2 separate regions of the Mus musculus genome follow, and region 2 is linked to region 1. Evidence: chromatin contacts called from public promoter capture Hi-C data. All regions are on one chromosome and are shown on one strand. Each heading gives the region's core, a stretch centred on a gene start, on an enhancer-like site or on the middle of the called end of the contact. The rest is flanking DNA. Distances are from core to core; before and after follow the strand shown. Region 1 holds the start of Adam2 (a disintegrin and metallopeptidase domain 2). Region 2 holds the start of Ephx2 (epoxide hydrolase 2, cytoplasmic).

Region 1 (4,937 bases), core at 2,147-4,646:
ATTCAATGGATCAATGACAAAAGACGTCTTTCGGAGAAACAAGATTGACAAGCTCTTAGTTGGAATAAGAGGTGGGTAAAACACTCAACCGACGACTCAGGGACCCAAAAGACGTTGAGTAACTGGTACTCCACAGAGATAAGAAAGCATGAGAGGCTGCAAGAACAATTATAGAACAATAAGCCAGAAGGGGGTGTGAATAAACTAGAGACAGCAGCAACCCAGAAAAAACCCTGAAGAAGCAGGAAACCTGAGGAGGCTAACAACAAGCAATGGTTTCAAATCAATAGTAAGAACCTGCCCAGTGAGAAAGGCCAGTACCAAGTAGCTTTGCTGCTGACACCTATCCTGACTTTTTTTGTTTGTTTGTTGTTGGGTTTTTGTTTGTTTGTTTGTTTTTGTTTTTTGAGACAGGGTTTCTCTGTGTAGCCCTGGCTGTACTGGTCACTCTGTAGACCAACCTGGCCTCAAACTCAGAAATCCACCTGCCTCTGCCTCCAAAGTACTAGGATTAAAGGCGTGCCACCACTGCCCAGCTCCAACTTTTAAAAATACTAGTATCAGCCATTAAACTATCAAACATAAGTGACATCGGGGAAGTCTCCAGACTCATCCAACGAGATCAGCATTAACTACCCTGATAACAGAAGCTAACAAAGACATAACAAAAACTAAAGACCGATAACCCTAATGAACACAGATATGAAAAAAAAAACCTCAATAAAATACTAGCAAAAAGTAACAAAACATCCACATTAAAAAGTTTATGCATCATGATCAAGTGTGTGCAGAGCCAAATACATGAGACAAAAGGGAAATCATGGCGAAAATTAGAAACTGTTAGGACCTAATATTAATGAAATAAAGCATTGCTAAATAAACTTTACAATGTGCAATATATACGACTAGCTAATGAAGCTAAATCCGGGGACACGTGGAAATTGCTACATTTAAATGAACAGGAGGAAAAGAAGGTTTTGAAACTATATAAACTTCCATTTTTAGGAACTATAAAAAGGACAAACCACATCCAATAAAAACAAGAATCAAGTCAACAAAATAGGGAAAATATTAACATATGAGAGTGAAATCTGGCTGGATCCTCTTTCATAATTTTTTAATTCAATAACAACTGACCATGAGTAAAGAGAAAAATCACGTTATCAAGACTATTTTGAGAAGATCATCTATGTGGAAGGCCTTTAAAAGGTTGACATGGGAGAGGGGGATGCTAATATTTTTTACAAATAGACTTCAAAACTCAAGGGAAAATGGATAAAACCTTTCAGAAATAAACTGGCTCACACTAGCGTAACTGGAAAGAGACTAGCTGGGTATTTTTTTTTTTTAAAGAAATTAGATCGACAATAAAACCAATCCTCTGTCAAGGAAATCCCAGCTCCTGACCCTTCTGTTCACAAATGCTGGGGAGCAGGGGACCCCACAGTATTGCACAATGAGACTGCTGCTCCGGACCCTCGGCGGGGCAAGCACGCATCTGATACAAAATCCTGGTGAGTTTAGTGCAGCAAAAGAAAGCTACAAGGATCTCACTGAATTTGGAGACAACGATTCTAACAGGAATGTGGTCAAATCAATCCGGGAAAATGTAAAAGTGACAAAATCTAACGGGGACACAAGTTTGCTTCAATAGTTTAGCTCACAGCATGGACTGAAAAGGAAGAACGTCCTGTGGCCAGCTTATTTACGCAGAAAAGGGATTTCTGTACATTGAAAATCCATGATAAAAATCCATAGGAAACTCCCATCAGGCTGAAAGGAAAGAAGACTTCTGATTATGACAAATGGTATCAACAGAAAACTACAGAACGCAAAGAGGAAACACAGGCTTTCACAGCCATTGCTGACAACAAAGGGATTCTATCGCCAATGTGTTTCCAGCTTCCATGTATAGTGAGAGAGAAGCGAAGCAGCCCATTTAGAGAAGGGGCCAGCATCTCAAGGAGGCAACTGCCAAAGAGGTAACTGCCCATGAGGCTATTTTTATGTCTGTCTGTCTGTCTGTATGTATGTATGTATGCATGCATATATATATATATATATATATATATTATATACATATATGTGTATGTATACATGTATGTGTATGTATACATGTACACATATATTTGCCCATAAACACAGAAAAGTATTACCCACCAGGAATAAACAAATTCAAAACAAACAAAATAGGGAAAGTAAGGATAGACATTGTTCTAGTTACATTCTGTCACAGTAACACACACCATGGCCAAAAGGAACTTAGGGGAGGAGGGGATTTATTTGGTGCACACTTTCAGGTCACAGTCTCTTGGGGGAAGTCAGGGCAGGAGCTCAATTAGGCACTTAAAGCAGAAACCATAGAGAAAGGCTGCCTACTGGCTCACTCCCAAGCCCGTGTCTAGTCAACTTTCCTATACAACTCAGGACCAGCAGCCTAGGGAATGGTGCCACCTACAGTGGGCTGCACCCTTCTACATCAATGACCAGTCAAGACCACCACCCCACCCCACCCCCAGAAAGATACACCACAGCCAATCTTATCTCAGCAATCCCTCAGATTAGACTCCCTTCTGAGGTGACTCTAGGCTATGTCAAGTTAACCGAGCTAACTAGAGCAGTGCTGACAGAGAACCTAGAATCTTCATTCACTTCTGGTGGGATGTAAATTAGGAGCACAATCTTGAAGGATTCGGAACTATTTACAAGACATACTCTTCCATCTGGTAACTTCCCCCTGGGAATAAATTCAGTATTGAACCAAAATCATACACACGGATGTTCATAGACAATACCAAACACATGGTGATGTATTCAATGTGCCGTATGCACCAACGGGAATCTGCTGTCGAGAATGGAACCCACCCAGGGATCTAGATGTGAAGGAATACAGTGTTTCAGCCTCTCTGGGAAAAGCTCAAGGCAGACAAAACTAGTCTGTGATCGTGAGAATTGCCAGGGAATCAAGCAGGAGGTTTGATGGTCCGGTGACTGATCTGGGTTGTAGTTACACTGGTTTGTCTCCTTAAATGTTAGTCAGACACCTATGATTGACACTATCCAAATATATGCAAAGTACTGTTTGATACTAAAACGTTTTTGTTATTAAGAGAGTCAAAAACAAAACAAAACAAACAAAAAAGAATTAAAAGTTTATGTACGTGTATGTGAACCTTTCTGCTACTCGGCTTTTTCATGAATTCTGATTCTCCGGAGTGAGTTTTGCTTCCTCAACTGCCTGTCCTCCCTTTTCCCTTCTTTGGTCTCAGATTTCAAACCCCAGCAAGTCCTTCAAACCTTTCACAGTTTCAAAGCTTTCACCGAGCAGCACAAACGCTTCCCGGCACACAGCTGCGCTGCCCACAGCCCCCACCTCGCGCCCCCAACTGCCCTGTAGAGGGCCAACTGCCATTCCCCGGGGCGGGGTCCAGGAGGCCAGGCCATGTGGCTCATCTTGCTTCTACTGAGTGGGCTGAGTGAACTTGGCGGCCTTAGCCAGTCCCAAACAGAAGGCAGTGAGTAACCACCCGTCTTGGGGCCTTTGGGATTCAGTCCGCACCCCCCCCCCCCCCTTCCCTCCATGTTGGCTTGGGCATCCCAGAATCTCACTTGAACATCCCAGGATCGCCCCTGCATAAGCTCAAGCCACCAACTCACCACAGCTGAAATGCAAAACGAATGCATGGGGCTTTCCCACAGGCCCCAGAACCCTAAGGAAGGAGATATTGGGGGGATGGGGTGATCCCAGGCTTGGCTCCTCCAACTCTCCAAAAGTTTTAGATCCTGTTTCGGGTTGATGATGCTTCATGGGATAAGGATGAAGGTTCCTCAGGGCGTGGGGGGTGTGGCTCTGAGAAATGCCTTTTGCACCTTGCAGCTCGTGAGAAATTACACGTGCAAGTCACAGTGCCAGAGAAAATCCGGTCCGTCACAAGCAATGGCTACGAAACACAGGTAATTAACTGCCAATTTGCTTACGAATTAGAAGTCACACAAGTATTTTTCTTGTCGAGAGGTTGCCTTGGTATTTCTCATCCATGCTCGCTCAATAGATTTTATACGTGCGCCCTGTTTTTGCCAACATTAACAAGGTTTAGAAAAATCACTGCTGATAATGCGGGATTTCTCAGCCCCACGTCCTTTGGTGCTTCTGAACACTCACAAGTTGACCGGATCCACCAAAGGATCTCTTCCCAACCACCTAGCCATGTGTGTTTGGAGGAGAGGTGATTGGTTGCCATTTAATAGAACTATGTTTTCCACTTTGTAATATGTTCCTCATTAAGATTATTCTTTTCAAACCATCTTTGCTTCTCTTTAAGATTATTTTCCTTAGCGTTTTGTTTGTTTGCTTGCTTGCTTGCTTTTGTTTTGTTGCGGTGTTTGTTTGCTTGTTTGTTTTGTTTTGTTTTGTTTTTTTGTTTCATGTAAGCGCTAGAATCCTTTGTGTTTCTTGAAGTAGCAAATCTTTGTGGCTGGGTCACAAATAGTCCGGTCATTGATTGCTCTTGCGTCATGAGCATTTCTTCTTCTGTAGCTCTGAAGGATGCAGCTTGTACATTTTTATAAATCTTTTTGAAAAGAAATGTCTGTGTGTGTTTATGAAACTTGAATCATTTAGTTAAAGGGGCCATTTTAAAAGTGATTGTTTTGAGCTGGGCGTGGTGGTGCGTACCTTTAATCCCAGCACTCAGGAGGCAGAGGCAGGTGGATTTCTGAGTTTGAGGCCAGCCTGGTCTACAAAGTGAGTTCCAGAACAGCCAGGGCTACACAGAGAAAACCAAAAAAAAAAAAAAAAAAAAAAAAGTGGTTGTTTTCTTTTTAATTGGAAAACAAAGATTCTACTTGCAAGGACTCACCAGTATATGCAGAGTACAAAATAAAAAAAAAAGCAACTGTCTCAACTGTAAAATTCAGGACTCAAATTGTCTCTCTGG
Region 2 (4,864 bases), core at 1,814-4,313, 47 kb before region 1:
TCTAAACAGCATTAATTCATGAAAGTTCATCTTCATGTTGATCTGCAGGAAATGTACCCAAAGGATGCCCAGGACTCATTAGACTATGTAATGATAGCAGGAAAGTCATATCATCAGGGAGAAACAATCCTGGGATGAAGTCTTTCAGGCTGTGCCTCCCCAGAGTGCACCCACTATAGCCATGGAAACAGTGGGCTATCTCCAGGAAACTCACTTGCTAGACAGAGCCTGTCCTGGATGGCTTCTGTCAGTTGGGGGTCACCACAACATGAGGAACTGTATTAAAGGGTCACAGCATTAGGAAGGTTGAGAAGCACAACTCTAGAGGCTCGCAGAGAGTTGCTGGGCTTCGGTTTCTATTTAAAGCTTGAAGAAGCTAGTTCTATCAGTAGCAAAGAATCAGCAGCAGCAGCAATGGGGGAAATGAACTTCTCAAGAGTGAAGGCTAAGATAACAAAGCAGTGACCCTTCCTTCCAGGTCTTTTTATCTGGGCTGCTACCAGAAGACGCCACCCACATTTCGGATAGGTCTCCCCTCACCAACTAAGCTGACCAAGACAGCCCCCCATCCCCCCAGGTATGCCCACCATCCAACCTCATTCAGACAAATCCCCATTCTGAGTTGTGTCAAACTGACAACTACAGATTTCCATCACGCTAACCAAGGATGATTGCTGTTTGAAGATGGAATTTCATTTTTTGAGACTTCACAGTTTTCTTTTTAAGGAGGGGTTTGTGAATTCCATTTTTCGTAGCCATGTTTTTCTTCTTTGCTTTGTAACTGTTATACACATATTCATTTGGCCTCAGCAACACTCTACCTGTCAGAATGTAGAGGTGTGCAACAGAAACCACGTTTGCTTTTTCAAACCCATGATGTATTAACTATGAGTAATTGGGAGGTGTGTTAAATATTGATAATTGTCAGAAGTATTAAATATGGGTGATGAAACAGACATATAAAGTATGAGTCATGAGGTAGACCAACAAAATCTCTGAAAGGATTTGTTTCCAGGCAGCCAAACCTTTAAGAAAGAAACACCACCAGGGATCTAGAAGCTGCTACCTCTGCCCCAGTCAGCTGACTGGGAACCAAGTCAGAGCATGTGGCTCAGTGGGCAGCCAGGGGTAAGCAACTCTAAGGTCTTTGGATGGAGTAGCTGGGCCAAGGTTTGTGTTAAGTAGTAACATAGGAATCTCCTGTTTGGGGGCCAACTGTCTACTATCATAACAATACCAAAGGTTATTAGCTTAGAGAAGGAAAGGGTATTTTCTGGTTCACAGATTTGGAAATGTCTTCCCACGAATGGTTGACCTCATTGACCTCAAAGCAACAGTACATAACAAAACCTGTCACCTCAGGGACAGAATGCAAAGGAGAGAAACAATGAGGGGCCAGGGTCCCAATATATTCTTGAAAGACGTATCTCCAATGACCAGAAGACCTCCCTTGGGCCTTCAACTCTTCAAAGTTTGGCTCTCTCATAACAGTGCCATTGGTTGGGGGTCAAATCTTTAGAGAAGATTTAACCAAGTCATAGGCTCTTGGAAGGAGCCGTTGTTGAAGGTGAGACCAAAGCAGAGTTCAGCCTTAGTCTGGAGCCTTGGAGGACCATTTCATGGCCAAGCAAAGTTGTTGGATGTGCAAATCTGGAACTCAAAGGAAAGTCTGTCAAATCAGAGACTTATTTAAGAGTTTGTATACAAGCTTATATATGCAGCTGAGGTTAACACTGAGTGCTTGAGCCTTCTACCTCTGCATCTGGAATGCTGGAATTACAGGCAGACGGGACCATACCCAGCTCACGTTCTCTCTCGTTCTGTCTTCAGGCCCAGGACCATCTCCTTCCTTCCTTCCTTCCTTCCTTCCTTCCTTCCTTCCTTCCTTCCTCCCTCCCTCCCTCCCTCCCTCCCTCCCTCCCTCCCTCCCTCCCTCCCTCTCTCTCTCTCTCTCTTTCTTTCTTTCTTTCTTTCTTTTTTTTTTCTTCAGTTTTTCAAGACAGGGTTTCTCTATATGGCCCTGGCTGTCCTGGAACTCACTTTGTGGCCTCGAACTCAGAAATCTGCCTGCCTCTGCCTCCCAAGTGCACCACCATGCCCAGCTATCTCGTTTATTTCTTAAACACTCCATCCACTACAGGCACTCTCAAAAGACCCTTTCTGTTCTCAGGGCAACACCCCCACATTTTCAGCCACTTTCCATTTCTTAGGTGTGAATCTCAGAAAACACAAACTGCCCCAGACAAGACTTGAGGCAAGAAGAGGAAGTGTCTGAAAGACTCACAAAAATTAACCCACAGTAGGGCCATTTCCCACCACCTAACACGCAGCAACCAGAGCAAAGGAAGAAGCCAATTCCCGGTTTCAGTAAGGGAGGCAGTCTTTCACAACAGCCTTGGACTAAACGGTGGATTTGTTAATTAACTCATTAGTAGAGGAGGTTTCTCTTTTTTCTCTTAACTAGGGAGAGCACTGGGCCAAGGGGCAGGAAGGTTCCAGAAACCTCCAAGAAGCCCAGCTCACTTTTAAACAATACAGTGTAGAAAAAGGAAACAGACTCGATTAATTTCTTTTAATCCTCAAGAGAAAAAGTATTCTGGGTTAGCACACCAAGACAGGAGGCTGTCTTGCATTCCAGAAACACTGCTAGAAGAAGCAGGCAGATGTGAGGGGGTTGCAAAGATGTGGACCACATTTAGAGAAGAGGGTCCACAGATCCCAACATACATGGGATATGCCAATCAAGACCAAATACTGAAGGAGAAAATGTTTAGAATATTCCGTCTCCTCCAACCTGCCTCCTCAAGACCCCTCTCTCCCCATACCAAGCCTGTTTCCAAACGGTCAAAGTCTGAGAATTGGGGAGCCTTGGCAGGGTTTCTAGTCCTTAGGCTAAGGAGGAAAAAGTGGCCAAGACCAGGATTGACACTTGGGTGGGACATCCAGCAAGAAGCTCCGGGCTAGGCAGCTGATCAGTAGGCAGGGCAGTGTCAGTACTGGGCGGGGCGGGGCGGGGCGGGGCGGGGCGAGGGGCGGTGCTGAGATTGGCACGACCCTAATCTTAGGTTCCCACAGCCAGCCTCCCCACTCTAGGCCACAGCCTTCCAGCTTCGTGTCTGTGTCAGCTTGACGCTGCAGCCCGGGCCGCCATGGCGCTGCGTGTAGCCGCGTTCGACCTTGACGGAGTGCTGGCCCTCCCCTCTATCGCCGGGGCTTTCCGCCGCAGCGAAGAGGCCCTGGCACTGCCTAGGTAAGGGGAGCCGCGCTGGGTCAGTGTCCCGCCTGGTGCCCTGTCCATACGTCCAGCCCAGGTTTCAAATTGCTTTCCAGGTGAGCCTGGGCAAGATCAAAATCATTACCTGGTGTTAAAATGCCAGCGTGCACGAGTAGATCTATTGCCCTTCTAAATGCTAAGTAATTAAAACTTGCTTTAAAAAAAAACTCCTTCATGAAAAGAGGCGTTATTACCATTTGCTGCCGGATTAATGCTACTGAACTGGGTCTTTAAAATACCCGCCGCGATTTACAAGAAAGTTCAGTCCTAGGCCAGCGTTATAGGAGAACTAGTGCAAGAGCAGGTTACAGAAATGTCCCACAGCCCAGGGAAACGGGAACCTGGGAGGCAGTCACTAATATCAGAAAGTAGTAGCTCTGATTCAGACCGAGGAGGGAGGAAGCAGGAAACAGTAGAAAATGTCTGGAATAAATATATCAAAATATCCAGACATGGGACTGGAGAGACGACTAAAGTTAAGAAAGTGCTCTTTCGAGCCACCATGTGGTTTCTGGGATTTGAACTCAGGACCTTTGGAAGAGCAGGGCAATAGTGGCACACGCCTTTAATCCCAGCACTTGGGAGGCAGAGGCAGGCGAATTTCTAAGTTTGAGGCCAGCTTGGTCTACAGAGTGAGTTCCAGGACAGCCAGGGCTACACAGAGAAACCCTGTCTCGAAAAAAAAAAAAAAAGCAAAACACAAAAACAAACAAGAAAGAAAGAAAGAGAAAGAAAGAAAGAAAGAAAGAAAGAAAGAAAGAAAGAAAGAAAGAAAGAAAGAAAGGTGTTCTTGCTGAACTTTTGAGGCCCAGCAACCAAGTCAGGCGGCTCCGGCGGATCTGACTCCCCCTTCTGACGTCTTATGATACCTGTATGCACAGATGCACACACAAACACATAATTTAAGGCCATTGTTTAAGACAGGGTTTCTCTGTGTAGCCCTAGCTGTCCTGGGACTAGCTTTATAGAGCAGTCTAGCCTCGAACTCAAAAGAGCCGCTTGTCTTTGCCTTCTAAGTGCTGAGACTAAAGGCACCCCCACCACCCAGCTACATGTAATTTAAGAAGTAATAACAATAATTTTTTAAAGATCCAGACATCATTCATTGTATCTGAGTTCATGTATAATTTTTTTCTACTTTTTTCTCTTTTTATTTTCCAAACTTTCAGTTTAAAAAAGATGTTTTATAATCAGAAAGGAGGAAAACATATTTATTTTTAAAAAAATTAAAAAAAAAATGAAAGATCACTCTAGTATCACCCAAGGAAAAGAACAAATGGGTAATTTCAAATTACCACTGAGGGGAAGAGGCCTAAGGGCAGCTTGAGTCTGGGAGATCTGCCTCATTTGATGGTTCTTGAATTCTTATGATAACAAAGGCCAACCGGGATTAACCTTTATACTATAGAAATCTTGCAAGTCAACCCAAAGGATGCAGAGAGCGGCTTGTTTGATCACACTGTAGGTGGCCTCAGCCTTGCTTGATCACACAGTAGGTAGCCTCCCTGGCTGAATACCGTGTTCCTATGCTCAGTGTAGCTTCCTCCCTCTCTGGCTCGTTGTGACTTTGTATCTTCCTCAGCTGCTGTT

The links. Promoter capture Hi-C pulls out the DNA fragments that hold promoters and counts their contacts.
Region 2: a promoter capture Hi-C map of embryonic stem cells shows a contact between it and region 1, with 4 times the contacts expected there. The contact joins the promoter of Ephx2 here to the promoter of Adam2 in region 1. A contact is called at or near these places in 9 of 39 promoter capture datasets (the 3T3-L1 cell line, 3T3-L1-derived adipocytes, the SN4741 cell line and 5 more), 9 of 484 Hi-C or Micro-C datasets (the AML12 cell line, the BV-2 cell line, the F1.1 cell line and 4 more), 6 of 115 datasets of contacts at active chromatin or transcription factors (embryonic stem cells, intestinal villus epithelium and liver) and 4 of 9 other capture datasets (adipose tissue, liver, macrophages and 1 more).

The regions. Positions count from the first base shown.
Region 1 is chr14:66,076,228-66,081,164 of GRCm38.p6, reverse strand. It overlaps Adam2 (a disintegrin and metallopeptidase domain 2), which reads left to right and starts at 3,396. Exons shown (of 21, transcript NM_009618.3): 1 at 3,396-3,515; 2 at 3,878-3,954. The coding sequence starts at 3,443.
Region 2 is chr14:66,122,721-66,127,584 of GRCm38.p6, reverse strand. Ephx2 (epoxide hydrolase 2, cytoplasmic) reads left to right here and starts at 3,063. Exons shown (of 19, transcript NM_007940.4): 1 at 3,063-3,250. The coding sequence starts at 3,150.